Linked DNA regions of Ovis aries: region 1 is linked to region 2. A link is a contact called in public Hi-C data. All regions are on one chromosome and are shown on one strand. Each heading gives the region's core, a stretch centred on a gene start, on an enhancer-like site or on the middle of the called end of the contact. The rest is flanking DNA. Distances are from core to core; before and after follow the strand shown.

Region 1 (5,633 bases), core at 917-3,416, 63 kb after region 2:
AGAGTATGGAAGAGTTGGGGGGCTATGTTTTAAAGTTGCCTTTTCACAAAAAAATCTTTTTCACATGGAGTTATATATATATATATACACACACACACATATACACGTGTGTGTGTATAATGCTTTCTAGGCTTGGTACCTTTGCGGTTTAATTTTTTACTGAAATTTTGATCCATTTATTTTTTCAGATAGCAAATTATTCAACACCTTTTATGAAATAAACCATCTTTTTCTATCATATACTAAATGTGGGTCTTTTAGGGTCTATTTCTAAATTGGATCTCCTGCTTTGTGGAACTTTCTATCTAGTTGTATGTGACTGGTCATCTGTGAGATAGTCAAGGGGTGTTGTTGCTGGAAACCACTAGGTTTGTGGTCATGTTATGCAGCCTCGTACCCAGAGGGGGGTGAGGACACCCCTGAGGGCCTAGAAGCAGAGGGTCAGGCCTGTGTGTGAGGCTCTGTGAGAACAAGGCCGGCTCACAAGATCTGCCTTGGCCGCATACTGGCCAGGTGGCATCTGGCAAAGCGCTTCTGTCTGAGCTTTGGTTTCCAAACCACAGAATGCTGCTGCTGCTAAGTCGCTTCAGTCGTGTCTGACTCTGTGCGACCCCATAGACGGCAGCCCACCAGGCTCCCCCGTCCCTGGGGTTCTCCAGGCAAGAACACTGGAGTGGGTTGCCATTTCCTTCTCCAATGCATGAAAGTGAAAAGTGAAAGTGAAGTCGCTCAGTCGTGTCTGACTCTTCACGACCCCACTGACTGCAGGCCACCAGGCTCCTCTGCCCATGGGATTTTCCAGGCAAGAGTACTGGAGTGAGGTGCCATTGCCTTCTCCAAAACCACAGAATAGGGACAGCCATTCCCTGTCATGGTGGTTGGTGTGTGCTGAACCCAGGGCCCGGGCCTCGGAGGTGCGCAGGAAATGCTGATAAATTGGACCAAAGTTCATCCTCACTCTTTGGCCAGTGGAAGAGAATGGGCCCCAGCCACGCCCATGTCCACTGTCTGCCTCCCTGTCCTCAGGGGCTTCACTCTCCATGCGCCCCCTGCAGCGCCTTCCCCTGCTCCAGCCCTGGACCCCTCCTACCCTTGGTCAGGGGATGCAGAGAGCCCAGGGGTCTTGGATCAGGTCAGCCTGGCTGAGGGGTCTACTTGGCTCTTGGGCCTCTGTTCTGGTCATCTGGTTTCTGCCCAATTTCTGAGGCTGTTCCCTATTCCTGCCTTCTGGAACCTGGAACTTTAAGGGCCTGAGCCAACCCAGTAACCCTCCTGAGCCCTGCCCAGCTGACCTGGGGGCGTGTCTCCCTCCATCCACCACTGTTCCCCCCAGCCATGGTTAGAGTCCAGCCTTGGTCCTCTAGGCCAGAGTCCCATTGTAGCACCCCAGGGCTGACCTTGTAAACTTGCCCTCCCCACACCCACTCAGGCATAGAGTGACACAGCCCAGCATGCTTCCAGAGACACCTGAATATCAAACAGCGCGGGGACAGCTACAGGCTGGGAGGCAGGGAGAGTGGCTGCTTCAGAGGCCACAGCGAAAGTCTGAAAGAGGCACCATATAGAAAAGTGCCCACCAGTACTGGGTGCGGCACAGGTGTCCCTGGGTGCTGATCAGATCTCTGATTCAGAATTAATGCCACTCAGCTATTTATTCAACAAACAACTAGTAATAATATTATTCCAACATGCTAGGAGAGCTAACATTTACTGACTGCCAGCTGTGTGGCCATGGCTGTCCTTTATCTGTATTATCTCATTTAATTTTCACAGCAACCCTCTGTGGTGGGTGCTGTTATTATTCACATTTTGCAGATGAGGAAACAGTTTCAGAAATGTTAAGAAACTTGCCCAAGCATTCACAACTAATAAGTGGATGAGATGATGTTTAAATCTGAGTATATATGACTGTGGGTTGTGCTCTTATTCCTTCTGTTCCCCAACCAGCAGCTGAGAAGAGAGAGAGAGAAATGGTGCTCCTAATTTTGAGGAAGGTTCAAGGTGCTGAAGGAGGCAGAGAAACTAACTTGGGAGAAACCAGAAAGTTTTTCTAGGAGCAGACTTTGAGCGGGGCCCTGAATTATGGGGAGGATTTGGAGAGGCAGCTGGGGACAGAGGGAGGCACTGCGGTCACTGCCCGGCTCTAGCAGGAGCAAAGGTCCTGATGTGGGAGGCATGGGCCCCAAAGGGGAGCTGCGAGCTGCTCTGGGCAGCTGGTCTGAGTAGGGAGGGGCTGAGGCAGGCTGAGCTCTGCCCTCAAGCACGAGCACAGCGGGGACCATGGATGCGGCAGAGTCGGGGAGAGCTGCTTCCTTACCCAGAGTCCAGACCTTGACCGCTGTCCTCTCTGCTGTGCCCCCTCGGTACCCACACCCTTGCAAGACCCCAAAACTCCTACTGGAGACACAGCAGGCAAGTACTTGGTGACGTGAGATAAGTCTCAACTGCTGGCCTGTCCCAAAGCCTCAGAGCACCCCACAGGGTCAGGACCCCTCACTCTGTGGGCGGGTTATGGCCAGAAAGTCTCCTTCCAGCTCCCTGTGCTGACCTATGAAGCCCTTTCCTTTCCTCAGGAGCCCAGGGTTCCCTCCCTTCTCAACAAAAGGCTCATATCAGTCATGCACACTCTACTAAAAAGAACCCAGTTTCCATGGGTACCCACATCCCATTCTGGGCTCCAAACCAGCTTCATCTGAAATAGAAGTTTCATTGAAATGTCTTTATTATATCATAAATCAGTCATGAATCTTTTCCAGTGAGGTTATCACTCCAAATCCAGAAAAGACAAAGGCAATTCAACTGCCCAAACGAGAGGCTGTGTAACAAGACCTTATGTGGAATATGGAAATACAAACTGGGCTCCTGTGAGCTCTGACAAGTTACTGCCCTGATTCTTCAAGGAGATGAACTAGAGCAGAGATCAGCAAAATTTTTCTGCAAAGGGCCCAGTTGTAAATATTTTAGACTCTGTGGGCCATACAGTTCTGTTGCATTACTCAGCTGTGGCCATCATAGCCTGAAAGCCACCACAGACAACACGTCAGCAAATGGGCATGGCTGTGTGCTAATACAACTTTACGTATGAACACTGAAATTTGAAGTACTGTACATATAATTTTCTTGTGTCATAAAATGCCTAGATTTCATTTGTTTAAGCAAGACTCATTCTTGCCTGGGCATCGTACCAAAATAGGTGGCCAGATTTGGCCCATGGCCGCAGGTCACCCCCTGACCTCTGGCTGGAGCAGAGCTTCTCACTGTAATGTGCAGATGAATTACCTGGGGATCTTGTTAAAATGCAGGTTCTGATTCAGTAGATGTAGGGTTGACCTAGGAAGCTGCATTTCCTGTGAGATTCAAGTGATGCTGCTGGTTTGAAGAGAACACTGTGAACAAGGGGATGGGGAATGCTCCAGCTCAGCCACGCGGAGACCCTAAGTGATGCTCTGATTACAGATCCTGCTGTTCCTGAAGAAATGCTCATTCAAAAGTCTGAACACAAGTGGGTCCCAGTGTTTTTTGAACAGCCTTCACCCCTATCCTGGCTTTTCTTGCTTTATTTCCTTATTTTTTTGTTTTTTCTCTCTTACCTCCTGTCACAAGAACATAAGCTCCTTGAGAGCAGGGACTTTGTTCCTCTGTTTGCCACTGTCATCCTACAGTCTTGTACATGGCAGGTGTTCAGAAATATGTGTTGAAGAAGTGAATGAATGACATCGGTGGTGCCTCGTTGGCCTCCCTTCTTGTGCATCTCCGCTCGACTTTGTCATTCCATCACCACCTAGTGGACACTTTTGTGTACTGCGGGGCAGGGGAGAACAATGCTCCACACGTGTGACTGACCCAAGCAGGAGGTACCCGAAGCCACCGCAGGCAGAGATCTGTCCCTTCCGATGCCGCTGTATCTGTGTTCTTGTCTGCTGGTACAGAGCTCCTCGGAGGAGAGCCTTCCTGGAGGAGGCAGCATTTGAACTGAACAACAAAAGCAATAAGATTGAGAATGGTGGGAATGAGGGAGGAAAGGCATTCCTGGTCGAAGGATTAGCATGAGGAGGGGCCTAGAGGCTGGAAAGTTTAGGCGTGTGCCAAGGGGAAGAGAAGTACAAGCAGCTGAGATGGGAAGTGGAAGGTGAGCCAAATAATGACACAGGAGGAAGGGAAGAGGCCCAGGGAAAGGAAATTTCCACTTGGAGTTTGATCCATGCCAGGAATTTCATATGCATGAGAGCATTTAATCTCTGCAGAGTCCAGTGAGGCAGATTTTAGTACGCCCAATTTACATACGAGGAAACTGAGGCCCAGATGGGTGAAGTGACTTGTCCAAGGTCACACAGCTGATAAAGGGCAGAACTGAATTGAGATCATCTGATCCTTTCCTCCCTGAGGGGAGTGCCTGCCCCTGATCTGTGCTTGAAGTGAGTGTGTGGTGATGGGGCATATGCAGGAAGCTAGGAGCTGGGGTTCCAGACATCCAGAGGCCTGAGCAATTAGCTCCTCCACATCATCTCAAGGCCTGACAGCTCCATAACCTGGGAGACTCCCTCTGCTCACGCTCATGGTCCTAGAGCCCTGGTCTGGGGGCAGGATGCCTGGGTTCTAGTCTGGGCTCCCTTTACCTCTCTGGGCCAGAGGGTACAATGGCTCTAATGACTGGTGAAAGGATCTCAGAGATCTCTTACTTGCCCATTATACAGATATGGAAACTGAGGCCAAGAGACGGACAAGAAGTCCCCTAATGATACACACCAAGCTAGGCTCAGTGTGGCTTCCATCTTGGCCTCTGTGTGGGTTCGCATCTGATCGCTGAAAGCTGATACGGCCATATGGGCCTGAGCCCTGGGCAGAGAGGAAGCAAAGGGCCCATTTGGGCCCCTTTGACCAGCCCAGGCCCTTGGATAATGTGTTTGAGTTTCAGCTCCCAGTGAGGTGTGTCTGGGGGATGAGGTGAATGTGTGGAGCCGCAGACTGGGGGAAAGGGAAGGAGGCTTAGCAGGACCTGCCCCACAGGCTTTCCAGGGACTGGACTCACCAGAGCACAGGGAGGGATGGGGGTGACCCAGCTCTCTCAGCAAACCTCGATTGCCCCTAGACTTCCAGCCCTGCTGCAGCTCTGCTCCCAGCAAAGGAATCCTCCTGCCCATTTCTCAGTCCCTCGGCCTGCTCTTCTGGGGAGCAGAGGACCCCAGCCTGGGGTATAGGGAAGTCACTTCCATCCACACTGAGCTCAGCTCTATGTCAGATTTGAAACAATGTAAACTTCAGCACCACACAGGCCTGACAGTGGCCCTGTTAGGATTCCTCAAGAAAACTGAGGCTCAGAGAGGCAGAAGGACTCGCCCAAGGTCATAAGTTGCCCTCAAATCCAAGACAGAGTGACACCACAGCATTTGACCACAACATCCACGACTCCTCTGACCCAAGCCACCAGCCAGCCCCTCCATGTGCTAACTTGACTCTGCCCAACAGACTCCACTTCTCCCACTGACCTGCATCATTCTCCTACCCTGCCCATTGTCCCCACAAACCAGGAGGAACTTCAGGGCAAGGACAGGGTAGGATCCAAGCCTTTTGTAAGACTTCAGGACCCAGCCTGGGGTACACTCAGTAAACATCTTCCCCATGAATGAGGGAAC
Region 2 (5,338 bases), core at 2,672-5,171:
GATTAGATTTTGATCTTCAATCTGTAAACATTGTAGGGACAGAATCTGTGTCTGTTTTGGTATATTCACAGCCCCTAACTTGCGCCTGGGGCATAGTAGGTCATCAATAAATATTTGTTGAGTAAAAGCACTTTTAAAACTTTGTCAAGTGAAAAAAAAAAAAACCTTTAAAAAAACAGCTACAAAATGTAGTTTACAAGTCAAACTGATGCATCCAGCAAACCTAAAATATTCAGCCTTTCCTTGAGCCTTCATAACTAGAACCTACCTGAAAACAGTGGCTGCATGTTGAACAATTCAGCATCATATACTTCCATCTGGCCAGAGGTCTTATTCAAAATTCCCACAAAGTGCCTAAATAAAAAAGGAATATCAGTGACAATGGATCATTCAAAAGGTATTGTTTATGCAATCTCCTTGTTTCTGCTTAAAAGGCACCACTTACACATGAGTAACAATAATCCCCCACAGCAGATATTCTCTGCAAGCAGAGGGTAATGAAGGGGGAAACAGGAAGGGTAGCAGGGAAGTCACCAGGTGATTCTTATAGCTAATCACATTTGGGGTCACTGGTGTAGTGGTAAAACCTTTTGGGATATAACAATCTAGAACTACACTAGAATTTACTCCATGGGTAAATTCTATGGAGGCAAATACAAAACTTTGGTAATTACGAGAAGACTAGTTTAAACTAGAAAAGCTTTGTAAAGAGATGATAAAAGTTTCAAGCACAAACACATTCATCGGAGTTCTATCAGCTGCTGGGGTGGAGGAAGGGGGAGATGACTCTAAAAGGGCCTTGGTTGTGGTTCATGGATGGATATCTTCATAGGGACACTGCATTATGCAATGCCTGACAGTGAGACTGAACACGCTGAACAATCTTCATTGTACCAAGAAGAAAACCAGAGATCAGTAAATGGCGGAGTTGCCCAAGTCAGTAATCTTTCCAGAACTAGACAGAAATTCTGGAGCCTTGGACACTACTAAACCCTTTTCTTGTGGTTACTTCCAAGGCAGACTTCTGGCAAACTTTGGTGTGTTAATCACACATCCAAAAATAATGGAGACGGCTGCCTTTTAGGAACAAGATAGCTATAAACAAAGAATATTTCAAGTTAATGATGTGGTCAAAACTAATGAAGGTTAAAAGGCACACATTTCCAGTTATAAAATAAATAAATCCTGGAGGTATAATGTTCAGCACAGTGACTATAATACTGCATTATATATTTGAAAGATTGTTAAGAGAGTAAGCCTCTAAAGTTCTCATCCCAGGAAAAAAATACTGTAACTGTATGGATGTTAACTAGACATTGTTGTGACCATTTTGCAGCATTACATACATTGAATCATTTTATCATAACTTGAAACTAATGCTATATGTCAATTACATCTTAACTTTTAAAAAAATTACAAATGAATGAGGTTTTTAGGAAATTAAATAAATGTAAGTCACTTTTCAATTTTGAGAATGTCTACATGCTGATGTGAAGGTCCCTGGGTCTGGGAACACAGGAATCTGGTAAACCCCTCTGGATTTCCCCCGCTGCAGCTAAAACGAAGTCAGAGAAGAGCGGCGCCAGGGCGGCCGCCGCCGCTACTCCCACTTCCCACAGTCAATTTCCCCATCTCTACCTGCACAGAGTATTGCACTTGAGGGCTCCAGTCCCAAAATTGTTTCCCACGTAGGAAAGTCTGTCTGTTTCAGCTGCCTAAAATGTAGAGGAGGGAAGGGGTCCATTACAACCAATGTTGAAAGACAGTAAACATCTTGACGCCCTTTCCCAAGTTTGCAGAAGCTTTAGAATCCAAACTGCAGTGGATGAGACAAGAGAACCTCTTTGAGATGATCCAGCTCCACTATCTCTAAGTGAGTCTGGGGTGTCCCTGGTGGAAAGGCAAGAGGACTTCTGAAAAGTTCCAGGTAGTGCTGGCTTCTAGCTAGTCTGAAAGTTCTTGGTGGAGCTGCACCTCAGGACTCGGAGACGGGCCCTAGGCTTCCATAGCTTAGAGGCATGCAACAAAATGATTCTGCAGGCAACATAAAGCCCGCTTTCTTGAACCTCTCTGCCCACCTCTATCATGACTGCTCCTTACTTGCTCTCAGGATCACTGCTATTGCTGTTTAGTCACTAAGTTGTGTCCAACTCTTTTGCAACCCCATGGACTATAGCCCACTAGGCTCATCTGTCCATGGAATTTTCTAGGCAAGAATATTGGATTGGGTTGCCATTTCCTTCTCCAGGAGATCTTCCTGACCCAGGGATCGAACCCACGTCTCCTGCATTGGCAGGTGGATTCTTTACCACTGAGCCAGTCACCAAGGAAGCCCCTCAGCGCCATGGAGGTGGTGAATTCATTCCTTAATCAGAGCCAAGCTTCCCTGCCCTCTCCCCATGTTTGTCCTCTTCACCTGCAATACTAACTTCAGCTGTTAAACCCTCCTCCATCCTTCAGGGTTCAGCTCCCATACACCCTCCCCCAGGAAGACATTCTGGCAAGCAGAGCCTTCACTGACTCAGCTCACTCTGCCCTGCTCTGTACTCTCTCTCCCTGGAACCCCGAGCTTTGTTTACTTATGTATGAGTTCCTCACATTCAGTTCTCACCTCTCTAGAGCAGGGAATGCAGATATCTGGGAATGTCTGACATTCTGTTGGCCACAACTAGGAAGTGCTACTAGTGGGCAGAAGCCAGGGAAGCTACTAAATATCCAATGATGCACAAGACAGCCCCCACAACAAAGAATGACATATCTGGGTCAGAATGTCAATAGTGCCGAGGTTGAAAAACACTGCTCTATAGTATCAGCTTCCTCAGAGTGAGTCCAGGTCTGACTTAGCTATTTCTCCAGCAGCTTACAGTCCAGGGCCACACTGGGGACTCAATAAATGCTTGTTGATTGAACAAATTAATAAAAAGCCATCACTTCACCACCAGTGTGAAACTGAATGGGGCCTGTCTCCACACCCCAGCCTGCTGGGGCACAATATTCTTCAAAGGTTCACCTGCTATTCCCCCTCTTTTCTCCTATCCTTCCTACATCAACCCACACCCAAAGGGCCTCCTGAGGTCTGCAGAGTGGAGGTGACTGGCCACAGCGGCACTTACCAGGATCCGCTGACTCCTCTTCCTGGGGTTTGTGGAGTCGTTGTTTTTGTACAAGGTAAAGCGCATGTTGCCTGGATTCTGTAGCCTCCCATTGGAGAACTGGACTGTAAGATTACAGTATAAGAATGAAATGAGAGCAGAAATATCCAGAGTATGGTGGGGAGGAAATTAATCGTCAATGGGGAGGGAGTGACCGACTCGGAGAATGGGGATGGCAAGGAAGCCCGGGTCCTAACCCAAAGCTGTCCTGGTCCAAGTGGTCCTGGGGTGGTGACGGGTTGGAGCCATGAGGGGATCCCTGGGGACGGGCCTCCACGGGAAGGAATAACTAGGGGAGTGGGGCTGACTAAGGAGACCTCGGCCAAACCTAGAAAGGCTGAGGGAATCCCTGGCCAATGGGGAGAAGGAAATGGAGCAGGTGTGAGACCTGGTGGGTGAGGGGATGACGGGGTCCTGGATACATACAGCCCCAGCCCTGGGGAGGACGTAACTGGGATGCCCTCATCCACCTGGGAGGTAGTAACAGAGAGACAAGATGACAGGAGAGCCCTGGCCGAGCCCCAAGGAGTCATGGAGCCTATCAGGGCCCTGACCCAGCCGGGAATGCGGCTGGACGGACGTGAGAAGTGGAGGGCTGTAGCGGTACCGGAACGGAAGGGGAGGAAGTTACAGGAAAACCTGCTCCAGCTTCGCAGTATTTACCCAGTAGAGCGCTCTGGCTGTCGTCGGGCTCCCTACAGTACTGCCACCTCGCGCTCGGAAACACCTCCTCCGCCATCTCACCTCGCCAGCCGCCAATCACCGGAGTTAAAACAGCGGCAGCCACACGCGGAGGAAGTGCCGCGGACCGGAAGAGGCGTGGTCTCTCCGGGCACCGCCCCGCGCATGCAAAGACGGTGGCTCCGCCCCACAGGACATCGCCCCCTAAGCGCCCTTTTCCGAAGCGCTTAGGCGCGCCTGCCCCGCCCACCCTCGCCCCACCTCTCCAAGAGGCGTGGCCTCCGTCCTCACCTTGCCCTGCCAGCTTCTCCAAGGTGCAGTACCTGATTGGCCCAGCACTCAGAAAGCGCATTACACCTTGTGTGCTGCTAGGGTGCTCGCGTCTACAAGCCTTGCGTTGTGTGGGATTTCTTCCTCTGCACAATCTAAGTGGGGTATTGTCTATCTCTGCTAAGTCGCTTCAGTTGTGTCCGACTCTATGCGACCCCATAGACGGCAGCCCACCAGGCTCCCCCGTCCCTGGGATTCTCCAGGCAAGAACACTGGAGTGGGTTGCCATTCCCTTCTCCAATGCGTGAAAGTGAAAAAGTGAAAGTGAAGTCGTTCACTTGTGTCCGACTCTTAGCGACCCCATGGACTGCAGCCCACCAGGCTTCTCCGTCCGTGGCATTTTCCAGGCAAGAGTACTGGAGGGGGGTGCCATTGCCGTCTCCATGTCTATCTCTGCTGCTGCTGCTGCTGCTAAGTCGCTTCAGTCGTGTACGACTCTGTGCGACCCCAGAGACGGCAGCCCACCAGGCTCCCCCGTCCCTGGGATTCTCCAGGCAAGAACACTGGAGTGGGTTGCCATTTCCTTCTCCAGTGTCTATCTCTACTACTGTGTAAATATGTCTTATTAATACTAAGATCTGAAAGCCCGAGTTCAAATTTAGAATTCACTAATAGGCAATCCTTCAGCTCCAGCTAAAATGTGGTGACTGGCAGAGAGCAGCATTTCTCCAAGTCCTCCATCCACACACCTGGACATCAGTCCTTAAACCCCTAAGCTTGGTCCACAAGCCTGTAAACAGCTATGATCAGTTCTTGGGCCTAGGCGTGCATACACCTGTGGCTCAATCAACCCTGTGAAGATGGACCAAGGGAGAAGCCCAGAAGGCTCAAGGATTCTGGGGTGGACTGGAAGGAAGAACCCAATCTTATGGGCATGTCCCTTTGTTCTTATGGATTCAACTTTCCCTCCATCCTTTATCGGGAGTTATTAGAATAAAATGAGAGTCAAAGCATGGCCTACGGAGCTTTGAGCATGACCCGGGCCAAGGCCCCTTTTGCCCAAAGGGAAATACTATTGAAAGGAAAGAACCAGATTATCTATTTTCCAAATTGCCTTCTTCCTAGACTCATCCTCTTTCCCCCCGACGCATACCTCCAAGATGATCCAAATCACCTTTAACACCCTAGCTTCCCTTTGCCTGAGCACATGTCACTCTTCTAATTACCCAATCACA

What was found. A called contact is a pair of places that touch in the nucleus more often than the background predicts.
Region 1: a contact with region 2 is called in a Hi-C map of liver, with 4 times the contacts expected there. The contact joins the enhancer-like site here to the promoter of POLR1E in region 2. A contact is called at or near these places in 4 of 16 Hi-C or Micro-C datasets (hypothalamus, liver, muscle and 1 more).

What each region holds. Positions count from the first base shown.
Region 1 is chr2:51,323,820-51,329,452 of ARS-UI_Ramb_v3.0, forward strand. It overlaps GRHPR (glyoxylate and hydroxypyruvate reductase), which reads right to left. Exons shown (of 8, transcript XM_060409292.1): 1 at 1-5,633. It also overlaps the pseudogene LOC105607616. Among named protein-coding and RNA genes, the nearest start is that of GRHPR, 5.4 kb to the right of the region's middle. Within about 2 kb of position 2,167, at least 2 of the 54 cell types and tissues checked have an H3K27ac peak or open chromatin away from gene starts, as enhancers often do. A contact at or near this core is called in liver, where this site is marked.
Region 2 is chr2:51,258,795-51,264,132 of ARS-UI_Ramb_v3.0, forward strand. POLR1E (RNA polymerase I subunit E) reads right to left here and starts at 3,922. Exons shown (of 12, transcript XM_015093139.4): 1 at 3,816-3,922; 2 at 3,114-3,217; 3 at 1,639-1,715; 4 at 269-354. The coding sequence starts at 3,891.